Linked DNA regions of Zea mays: region 1 is linked to region 2. A link is a contact called in public Hi-C data. All regions are on one chromosome and are shown on one strand. Each heading gives the region's core, a stretch centred on a gene start, on an enhancer-like site or on the middle of the called end of the contact. The rest is flanking DNA. Distances are from core to core; before and after follow the strand shown. Region 1 holds the start of LOC103626520 (high-affinity nitrate transporter 2.1). Region 2 holds the start of LOC100272354.

Region 1 (5,779 bases), core at 959-3,458, 380 kb before region 2:
AGATGAACAAACCATCTCTTATTTTTCTCTCTGGTCATGATGAGGAAGTTCAGCTTCATTGTGACAACAACGTGTTAGAGACAAAATGTTTTGTGGGTGTTGGACTCCAGTTGGTTTTCTTTAATTTTAACAACCAAGTTGATAGATCATAGACGTTGTCCTGGCCTCTCTATTTGATTTTATTTGTACTTTGCAGAAGAATGCACATGAGCAAAGTTTGTTCATTTACTGAATTGTGTATGTTGCACAGGAAATACTACGACGTACGTGTACACCGATCCATATTAGCCTATGTTTCATAATTTTGTTGGAAGCAGGAGTATCGGAGCAAGCTAGACTGCTAGAGTACATTACACAGTTTGCTGTATGCTCGATCAGAACCTACAAGTACGTACGCTAGTTGTTACACGACGTGCTCCGGCGTGGCCGCGGCCGTGGCGAGGACGGCGACGGCGTTGCGCTTGCCACGCTCGGACCGGCTGTTCTCGGCGAACTTTAGGCTTGCGCTGTGACGGCCTACGCTCTTCTCGTCCTCGCTCCACTCGGAGGCATAGTACCGCTCCTCGTCGGCGTCGGCGCTGGGCGGCAGGAGCATGGAACCCCACTGCGGGAAGTGCACGAGGACGAGCGGCAGCGTGCACGCCATGGCCATGATGCCCATGTTCTCGATGCCCTTCCTCGTGGAGTAGCTGGACGTGGTGAAGAAGAGCAGCTGCGTGAGCCCGGCGCCCACGTTGCCGCCGGCGCCCGTGAGCCCGGAGATGACGCCCAGCGAGCGGCGGGAGACGAAGGGGATGACGCCGAAGGTGGCGCCGCAGGCGGCCTGCGCGCAGAAGGAGAAGAGCACCATGGCGGTGACGGAGGCCGGGAGCTCGCTGGCGCGGCCGAGCCAGAAGCAGAACGCGCCGCCGGCGGTCTGGAGGATCCAGATGTTCCAGAGGCGCGCGCGCATGCCCCAGTACCGCGCGCCGAGGTCGGAGAGCACGCCGCCCAGGGGCCGCGACACGAGGTTGGCCATGCCGAAGCAGGCGGCGATGATGCCGGCCACGCGGATGTCGAGCTCGAACTGGTCGTAGTAGAACTCGGCGATGATGTTGTTGGTGGTGAGCTGCACGCCCATGCTGTAGCCGTACACGAAGACGAAGACCCAGGTGCGGTAGTTGGCGACGGCGTGCCAGAGCACCCTGGAGAAGCTGTCCCTGCGGCAGCAGCTGGCATCGCCGCCGTCACCCTGCTGCTGCTGCTGCTGCTGCTTCCGGAGGCTGCGGAGGTTGCCGTCGGGGAGGTCCTGCCCCGCGGTTAGCACAAGGATGCCCACGGCGATGTGCATGATCCCCGGCACGAAGTAGGCGATGCGCCACGCGGCGAACGGCGTGGCGCCGCAGCGGAGGATGGCCTCGTAGACGAAGGGCATGATGAGCTGCGTGGCGCCGCCGCCCATGTCGCCCCACCCCGACGCCAGCGCGTTGACGGTGCCGATGATCTTGATGTTGAACATGGTGCTGGTCCAGTACTGGCAGGAGACGAAGGTGGCGAGGGAGAAGCCGATGAGGAAGCGGCACGCGACGTAGCCCGCGGCGCTGTCGATGACGGCCATGCAGAACACCGCGGGCGCCGCCAGCATGACGACGAAGGCGCAGCCGTAGCGCGGGCCCAGCAGGTCGCAGACGGCGCCCATGGCGAGGCGCGAGAAGATGGCGCCCGAGACGGAGGCCACCCCGGCGTTGCCGATGTCGGCCTTGGTCAGGCCCAGGTTCTCCCGGATGATGGGGATCAGCGGCGCCGCCGCGAAGGTGGAGACGACGCAGGTGAAGAAGGACATCCAGGAGAGGTGGAAGGTACGCATGTGCGGGTTCGCGAAGGAGAGCAGGCGGATGGTCTTGGCCTTGTGCTCCGAGTCCACCGGCAGGTCGAACTTGCTCGACGGCGTCACCCCGTCCAGCGAGCTACCATGCGCGGCGTCACTCGCCATGATGTGTAGTCTCTGCTTCTTTTCCTGCTGAGTGCTGACTACTTTCTTGACCCTAGCTAACTCAGCTTCTTTCTGGTGCTCGGATCCTGAAACGCCATGGACGCGACGGCCGGGGTTTTATAGGCAGTGCGCGATCGCGCTGACATTTTTTATTATCGTTGGGCGGCTTCGTGAATGCTGATGATAAGCAGCGCTGGCTGGAGTGGAGATGCAGATCGAAGAAGATAGCGACTTTCTGACATTACCGTACCATGTGGTAGCGTGGTGGTCCCCACGACGTTCTGACTTTTCCATCCAACAGATACATACAGATAGTAATTTTAGGTCCCGTTTGGTTAGAGAGACTAATCTTTAGCCTCTCGTTTTTAGTCTCGTTTAGTCTCTATTTTGCTAAACGGAATGACTAAAGTAGGGACTAATTGGTTTTAGTCTCTAGTCCCTCACATGGGTGCTAAAAGGGACCAAAGGGCAACATTTACTCCAAATACCCTTGCTAGAAAAGGGGTGTCAAACAAAAAAGGGCATTTTGGTCTTTATGTGTTGCATTTAATGTATTTAGAATCTATTTAGTCCCTACAACTAAACTTTAGTTCTATGACTAATGGAACCAAACAGGGCCTAAATGACTCATAAGAAGATTAAAATGACTTTTAACATTCTCCTGCTATTAGTACAATTGAACTAAATGAGGGGCAAATGTGGAATTAATATGGTTTAGTCCCTTTTAGCCATCTTAAGGGACTAGGGACTAAAACAATTTAGTCCCTGTTTTAGTCCTACTGTTTGGTAATTTAGTAACTAAATGGGACTAAAATGGAGGGACTAATCTTTAGTCCCTCAAACCAAACGAGACCTAAAATGTGCAAACATGAGGACTTGTTTGAGTTTTCTAAAGTTTAGTTTAGTTTATTGAAAGAAATTAAGGACTAAAACTTTAGGACACTTCACACTTTACCACATTAGATTTTTGACGATGTAAGCAGGCTAAATGGTTTGCCACATTAGATTTTTGCAGTTGGAGGGGAGAGAAGAGAAAAAGCGGGTAGTTAATTATCAGTCGACTAAGAGCTGGTTGTAGCAGTACAGATTCCGAAACAAGTGGTGAGAGAATGAGAGTACGAGGTGGGTCCAATACAGTAATAATTAGCTTTAGAAGACATATCAATGGCTAAACTATTATCCTTGCTCTTATTGGCTGCATGTTTACGACTACAATCTTTGGACTTAATTGAGATGACCAATGCATTTCGTTGCGCAGTAGCAGGATGGCTGGTACAACAACCCAACGAGCTACCGTACGAGCGTACGGACACGCAAGAACAACTCGGAAGTCAAATTCCGATACACCCCTCATCTAATATATTGGAACAGATAATAATTCAAAGGTTGGTGGCTTCTTATTATTATTGTATATTCAAAGGTGTTACATGGAAAATCATAGAGGAAATACTAGTCCCTACCATCCCTGATTAAAAATTGATCTATTCAGCACATTCCCTATCTCATCTTTAAACAATATCAAATAGTGTCATCTATAATTACTCGTCCCTTTTTTTCACCCCCTATTTTTCACGCTCTACTCAAGGCATGGTCGCATATCTAAGGTTTGTTCGTTGTGCTTAGGATATATAATAATTAACAAGATCAAGTTGCAAGCGTCGTCAGTGAAGCATGTGTGTGTATATATATATATGCAGCAAATATTAATGCTTGTTAGTGTCTAATGATCGCAAGCCTGCTGATGACTACTCAATGAGTCAATTGCACGTTTGGCACCGCGTCACAAACCGCCGCACGGTGCACTCCACGCATGCATGCATGTGCCGTCAAGTCAAATGGATACAAGCTAGCCACCAAGCTAACACGGATATATAAACCGTCAAAACAAATAACTAACACCTTGCTTAGGGTTAATTATAGTTTGGAAGCAAATTAACTCGGGGAGAAAAAACCTTTTCATAAATAACTAAGTGTCTAATTCAAATGACATTCTTTGGAACCCATTGCCCTCGAAACAGGCAGGGGATCCCAAATAAATTTGAGTTTCCAAATTTAACTTAACTTTGAGGTAATAGTAATTTCCTTGGAGGTTTCCACCCCTGAAGAAAATTGGTGTTTCCGCTGCCATGGTAATCAACTAATTAATCGCGATTCCTTGGTTGCCATTGGTTTAGTACTCAAGAAATATATACGTACCTTTGGTTTGAAGGTATTCAACAACCGCGCGCTAAGGTAAAAGTATATTAATTCGTTGAGGCTTTCTGTCTGTCTCTCTCTTTTATTAAACTGACACTCCTCAACGGCAAGGGCACCCTGATCTGATCTGATGATAAGTGGACTTTGGCGAGCAGCCAGGAGAGTTGACATTTTTAACGCATGATTTTGAAGTTAAGTTCTAAACTTGTGATTGTTGGTTGTGCGTGGTCCCCACGATCAGGGTCCATCCCTTTCTGACTTTTTTGTCACCATGCATGCATGCATGCGAAGATAGCATTTGATACATGCACATATATATAGGTTACACATGAACTAAAAAAAAATTCTAAAAAAATATACATATTTTTTCACCCTACTTCATATACAAAACTTCAAGTTCAAGTTCGTTATACTTTAGATGTAATAAAAAAGATAACTTTTAGCCGATTTTCTAATTTAAAGTTGTCAAAAATTTTATCGTTTTTATTACTCTGTATGTATAACGAATTTGAAGTTAAAATTTTGTATATAGTTGAAATAGCGGAAAAGAATATGTATAATTTTTTTGTGAAATAAGCTAGGTCATATACATCAAAGATTTATGTGTGTCATATGTTCTATTCGGGGTGGACCTAAACCTCTAAACTGCAGTCTGCAGACAAGACGAGGGATCAATGAGAAAGAGAGAGAGAGAAAGATAGGTTATCTTGGGAGCTCTCCATGCATATCATGCACGCATACGATAAGCTATAAAAACTGCTATCGTTATAGACACATAGAAAGCACATGGGATTGCCTATATAAAATACCTTCAGTGTTTATTGATTCTATGCTTCAGTTCAAAATATCCAAAGGTTCGAATATTCTTTGGCAGAAAATATAATTAAACTACTTAATTAATTTCGTAATAAATGTTGAGTCTCTTTGACTTGAGCAGACCAATAAATGCATGCATCTGATAAAAGTCGCCTTCTGCAATCAGCTGGTGCCACCGTACGATAGCCGTACAAACCATGATTAAGAAAAAAATCGTAGTCAATTGTTGTTTAGAAAAGTGATACTATCATGACGCAAAGATAGCGCGCTGTTCTCAGAAGTTCAATTTGAAACACCGCTGATATATCCCTGCGGGAAGCTAATTTCGAAGGCAAATTGAGTCATGTTTACTTTCAAAAGAGAACATATGCGGACGTAATTCAATTCAAATCAATCCACATAAGAGTAATAAATTATGTTTTTTAAAAGAAAAGTGGAAAATAGATAACATGCTAACAAATATAAAATCAATTCAAATCAATCCACATATATATACCGCGACAGTTGACGGCATGAATCGACCATGTCATTATACAACAAATATAAAATCATACATAACATACTAACAAAAAGCTGGATAGACCAAACATACATTTATTTATTTATTTTTAATGTCCTTGAAGCCCACCTAGCATACAATTGTTTGTGCCTACACAACAGTTTGGCTATGTATGTTAGCCAGGGCCAACTTTAGGGATGTCATAGTGCTCGCTGAGGTTCGCCAAATACTGGTTGAAGTCCTGGATGCGGTCCCTGTGTGACTTGTTGGCAACTTTGGCCAGCTTTTGCATGTCG
Region 2 (5,235 bases), core at 498-2,997:
GTTAAAAATTCTTCGATATATGTTTTCATAGTTCCATCCGAAAAGCCACTAAAAGCAGATCTAGGAGTGCTTTCAGATTTGCACAACGAGAAAGTCGGCTTTTAGTAAAAGCTGCTTCCTGTATCGAGTCCTTTAGTTGGCTTTTGGCTTTTAGGGGGGCAAAAGTCAAAGGCAAAAGTCAAACCAAATACACCCTAAGAGTAAGTTCACTCATAAATCTGAGCTGACCAAGGTGCGCATCCTTTTTTATGTTATCTCATTCTTTACCGTGTGAAATCAACCAGGCACATCCGTCACCAAAAGCTATAATACATGGTAGCATCTTTTTGCAAACACAAAGGTAGCTTTACATTGTACGCAAGTTCGCTGGTGTTTGAAGCAGTTGACCGTTAGAACCCTTTGTCCTGTAGCTGCACCGGACAGTCCGGTGCTACACTGGATGCTCTGACTTTTCTGCTCTGAGTTATCCGCGCACTGTTCACCATTGTTTACTTTTGGTAGACGACCGTTGGCGCAGGTTACCATTGCTCCGTTGGTTCACCGGACATGTCTGGTGCACACCGGACAGTCCGATGAATTATAGCGGAGCGTCCATTTGCAGCACACTCTCAAGTTCTTTGCTTCAAATTTATTTGAGTCCGTAACTGAATTTACTTTTTTGATTTGTGTTGAACCTTATGCACCTAAGATAAATGACATCTTGACAAACTAATTAGTCCATGTGGTTTTGTAATGGACGTCAACCACCAAAATTGATTATAGAGAATGATTAAGCCTATTTCCTTTTCACCAATATAAGAGAGGAGTTTCCTCTCACCCCAGTATATAGGGCGCTGGTGATAAACCGTCGCGTACCAAAGGATAATGTCACCAACCTCGAAGTTCACGCTATGTGCAGTGATGGGGGCATAGGGTGTGTCATTGACAAAGAGCTTGTTTGGTTTTCTACCTAAACACCATAATATGTCTAAACTTAGTCGCTCGTATTGAAGAACTAACCTTAATCAGAAAAGTAGGTGTAGTAATTTAGGTAGAATCCCAAACAGACTAAATTCCTAATTTGCTCCCTTATCTTTGTGCGGCAGAATCAACCCTTCAGGGCTTGTGTGGCAATATTACTTTACAAAATTATCGTAATTTATAATATCACATTTTATCGAATATTACAGCACAACTATATTATATTTTATATCAGTTTAAACTAATACCTATATAGAGACATATTTTTTTGGTTGCAACCCAGGAGGAGAGAAGATAGGCCAAATTTTTTTAGACCCAAAATACTATGATAGAATACAGAGTTTTAAATATGCTTATAAACATTTTTTGACCTAAAACACCATGATATGCTCAAATACTATAATTTTATTTAGGACTAAACAAATATTGTATTCACACACATGTATTGTTGTTATTATTATTATTAATAATACTACTGCTTTTATTATTATTCACTCATACAATCTAATAGGGATGTAAATGATATGGATGTTATACGTCTATATTCGAATTTGATCCGTTTAAGAGAGGTGAGATCCAATTAGTCTAGTTGTTCAGTATCCTATATTTATTCGATTTATCTGTATTCATATATCTAAATTTAGATATTTAATTTAAATTTTATACGACACACTCGATACATACGTATTCCATTCAAATTTGAAGAAAAAAATATGAAAAATATAAAAAATAATATCGGTTCGATTACATCCCTACAAGCTAGCTAGCGAGAGAAAAGAGCAAATTACTCATCATGAATCATCAACACTCAACACCGAGTGAGAGCGACGGAGTGCAGGTGGGAAGAGGAGGACCAGAGGAGGGCTACGCCACCGCCAACCGTCCCTCCACCTCGCCTACGCGTCGTCTGCCCAAGCTCGCCGGCGCCCGAGCTCGTCACGCGCGTAACCCTACTGCCGCCACCTCCGCCACATTCCCCGTCGCACACTCCCTCGCCCGGCCACCGGAGGTACGATGCCACCCACACGCCGGCTCCTCTTCCCTTCATCCCATGCGCCTTTTCATCGTGCGGAATTTAGACCCTAGTTTCGGAGGAATGCTGAGTGCCTAGTCTCATCGTGAGAAATTTAGACCCTAATTTCGGAGGAACGCGGGAGTGCATATGGTTTAGGGCTTGTTTGGGAGATAATGGAGGGGATTGAGGGGGCTAGAATCCTCCACTATTCCCCCTCAATCCTACTACTATTCATTCTGTTTACTGTATAATGGTGTGTTGGGATTGGGAATGGTTCATTGTTTTCGCAATTACCTTAAATGGTGCCTATCATTTAGGGCCTGTTTATTTTACTCTCAACCCATGTGGATTGAAGGGGATTGGTTGGGTTTAAATCCCTAACAAGTCAAAATGTTTCTTAATACTTTCTAATAATCCTCTCCAATCCCTATGGGATGAGAATAACCGAACAAGGCCTTAGAGGAGAATTTTTAGTGCCGAGTCAGCCTACCTTGCCCCTTAGATGGTTCCTACTGCAATCGCACATGACGAAGGCAAACAATGGTGTTTTGAAACATGCTTGATATGCACCAGGGAGTGTAAAAAGGGCGACCGCAATCACAAACACCACAAAACCACTTTAGATGGCAGCCATGTCCAGCTATGGTAGCCCCCTACTAGACACCACAAGTGACCCTCCAAATTTTGCTGATGCGAAAGCACACATGTGGTCATCCATGGATATATTAAGGTATTTTGTTTCCCATGTCTGTTTTTGAGTTTTTGGTCAAAATGTAAATCAAACAATGAAACACTCAGGCTTCCTCTTCATCTTATATGATATAGGGGCGATCCTGCTATTTTTGTTATGTTACGTGCGTGGATGTGCCTTTCCTGCTGCCTTGTGATTGACAAAAAATTTGTACCATGTTTGATGCTGTTACTACAAAGGCAGAATGTCCAACACTTCAGGAGGATCATTGATGGACGGAGCAGCTGGAGGCAACCTGGCAAGCAGGAATGACAGCCAGGGCGTCATTAGTAGCTCTCACTCAGGGTCAGACCACGTGACCAAAGTGCCGAGCGTGAGGAGGCGGACACATCCTCCCATGAGGTTGGGGAGTGAGGTGCCAGAGCCATCCCCGAAGATGCGGAAGGTGGTAAATGAGGAGGATACACCTTGTGGAGCTTCAAATACGGGCAAGATCAGTGCTTCACCTTCTGCGGTGTCGAGAGATCCCAACGGAACTTCTACCTCCGAAGACCATGCTGGAGGGCATTCAAGTGAGTATGCCACAGTTGGGAATGCTAGGGGCTCACCAATTAAACGAAGATGTATGCAGACAAGTCACTACTTGGGACTATTTACACCCCTAAAAGGGAAACACACAGGTACTTGATATCCTCTCCTTATCCACTAGACCACAAATTGTTTTTGTTGTTTACCAGCAAAATCAAGGGGTTGCCTATTTCTTACAAACAGTTGAAGTTTCATATGGGAATAAACTGATAGTACACACGGAATTAGAAAATTTACACAATTAAATGCATACAAGAAATAAGCATCTGGAATTTTTACCAAAAACATAGTGTGTTGGACATATATGCAACATTTTTTTTTTGCTAAACATGTACACTAGATTCCATATGGAAGAGAAATGTGATAACCACTATTGGCTATTTACGACACGTTTCATGCAAATATGTTAGCATATCTAATTTGTGTCTAATTTTGTAGATGAAGTTGCTAAATCCAAGCAATCAACTGTTTCCACAAAAACAAAGAAGGTATGCCTGAAAGCAGAAATATGATTCTTCTTCTCTAATTGCGTACTCTTTACCTGATTTACATTACTCCCCACTTGTTATTTTTTGGCTACTGAAACCCACATTTTCTGTTCTTTACAGTTTAAGGAAATTCAATTTCAGAAACTTCAGAGATTGCCAGATGGGTGCCATCCTGATTTTGATAATGATCATCTGTGTTCTGTAAATAATCATGACCTGCTTCCTGAAATGAGTACTCCAAGTGCTGACCTTCATCTACTTACTGAGACAGGTAAAACAATCTGAAATTACAATTTCAAAGCAGTTTTTTTGTTCTGTAGGAGTAGATATTACATTTTTCTAATAAATTCATTCTGAAGGAGTGGAAAACATGAGGACACCTAAAAGTCTTCACGCTGAACTTAAGCGTGAGCTGTCAAAGCTAAATACGGTGTTAAAGCTACCAGTATGTATAATCTAAGCTCTTCTGTAGTTTTTTCTTTTGCTCTAAACTAGAAACAAGGACAATGTCTGCAGTTCAGAGTTGCTCTTCTGCATTTGCTAAGATTTTTTGTGATGCACTTAATGGTTATATATTCATGATGCATATGCGAAACCATGCTGTACTACTGCTTGTTCTATTTTAACATGAAAAATCTTCCTGCTAACTTTTTCCCTCCCTCTCTGCTCCTATTGTTGCATTTAGTGTCCTTCTGATATCATTATTTGTGGAAGTATCTGATCCTCTGGTTCTGAACTATTTTTTAATTATTCACAACTGCAGGATAATGTACTCTTTCTGGCCAACCAGTTCCTTGAATATCTTTTAAATAATCATTTAGTTGTGCGGGAGCCACGGAGCATACTGCATGCGTTCAACATAGCCTTGGTAAGCTAGGCACCAACCGGTGTTACTTTGTTTGCTTTTACATTGAATTTACCAAATATGATAAATTTCTTTCTTACTTGTTTCAGTGTTGGCGTGCTGCTTCTTTTCTGAAATACACTGAGTTGGATCATCGAGAATCACTTGCCCTTGCTTCAGATGGATTGAATTATGAATGCAATGAGGAGCTCGCAGAACTTTTCTATAAAAAAATAGGCATCCTAAAAGAAAAGGTTGCACATAAACCAGGTGGAATAATCAATGGTAGATTATCACCACATGAGAGCTCATCTGCTAACTTGAGAAGTGACCACAGTTTCCGGAAGCAGGCAATGGATCTTCATGGTAACTTCACAAAAGGCACTGAAGATAGCCCATCTGCCACTGATCAGATGGTGATGGTTTCAGATGAACAAGAATTGCTATCTGCTCCAGATGCTGGTAGAGAACATCTCTTAAGTGAAGAATCTTCTAGTAGTGCTGCAATGAAAAGAATAGATTTATTTAACAGCATATTTTTCTCAAGAGAGAGGGATATCATTGAGAAGCAACAACTTGAGATATTAAATTTAAGAACACTGAGAGACAATCAAGTTAAGAAACTGAAAGAGGTATGCCATGCAGTTGT

What was found. A called contact is a pair of places that touch in the nucleus more often than the background predicts.
Region 1: a Hi-C map of ear shows a contact between it and region 2, with 2.8 times the contacts expected there. The contact joins the promoter of LOC103626520 here to the promoter of LOC100272354 in region 2. A contact is called at or near these places in 3 of 25 Hi-C or Micro-C datasets (ear, endosperm and leaf).

Annotation. Positions count from the first base shown.
Region 1 is chr5:70,866,396-70,872,174 of Zm-B73-REFERENCE-NAM-5.0, reverse strand. LOC103626520 (high-affinity nitrate transporter 2.1) reads right to left here and starts at 2,208. Exons shown (of 1, transcript XM_008646941.2): 1 at 208-2,208. The coding sequence starts at 1,972. The coding sequence ends at 404. LOC100382807 (Retrovirus-related Pol polyprotein LINE-1) reads right to left here. Exons shown (of 3, transcript NM_001175508.1): 3 at 5,564-5,779. The coding sequence ends at 5,659. It overlaps LOC103626519, which reads left to right. Exons shown (of 2, transcript XM_008646938.4): 2 at 1-27.
Region 2 is chr5:70,484,148-70,489,382 of Zm-B73-REFERENCE-NAM-5.0, reverse strand. LOC100272354 reads left to right here and starts at 1,747. Exons shown (of 10, transcript NM_001370173.1): 1 at 1,747-1,969; 2 at 2,910-3,346; 3 at 3,693-3,742; 4 at 3,863-4,013; 5 at 4,102-4,187; 6 at 4,506-4,610; 7 at 4,697-5,235. The coding sequence starts at 2,911.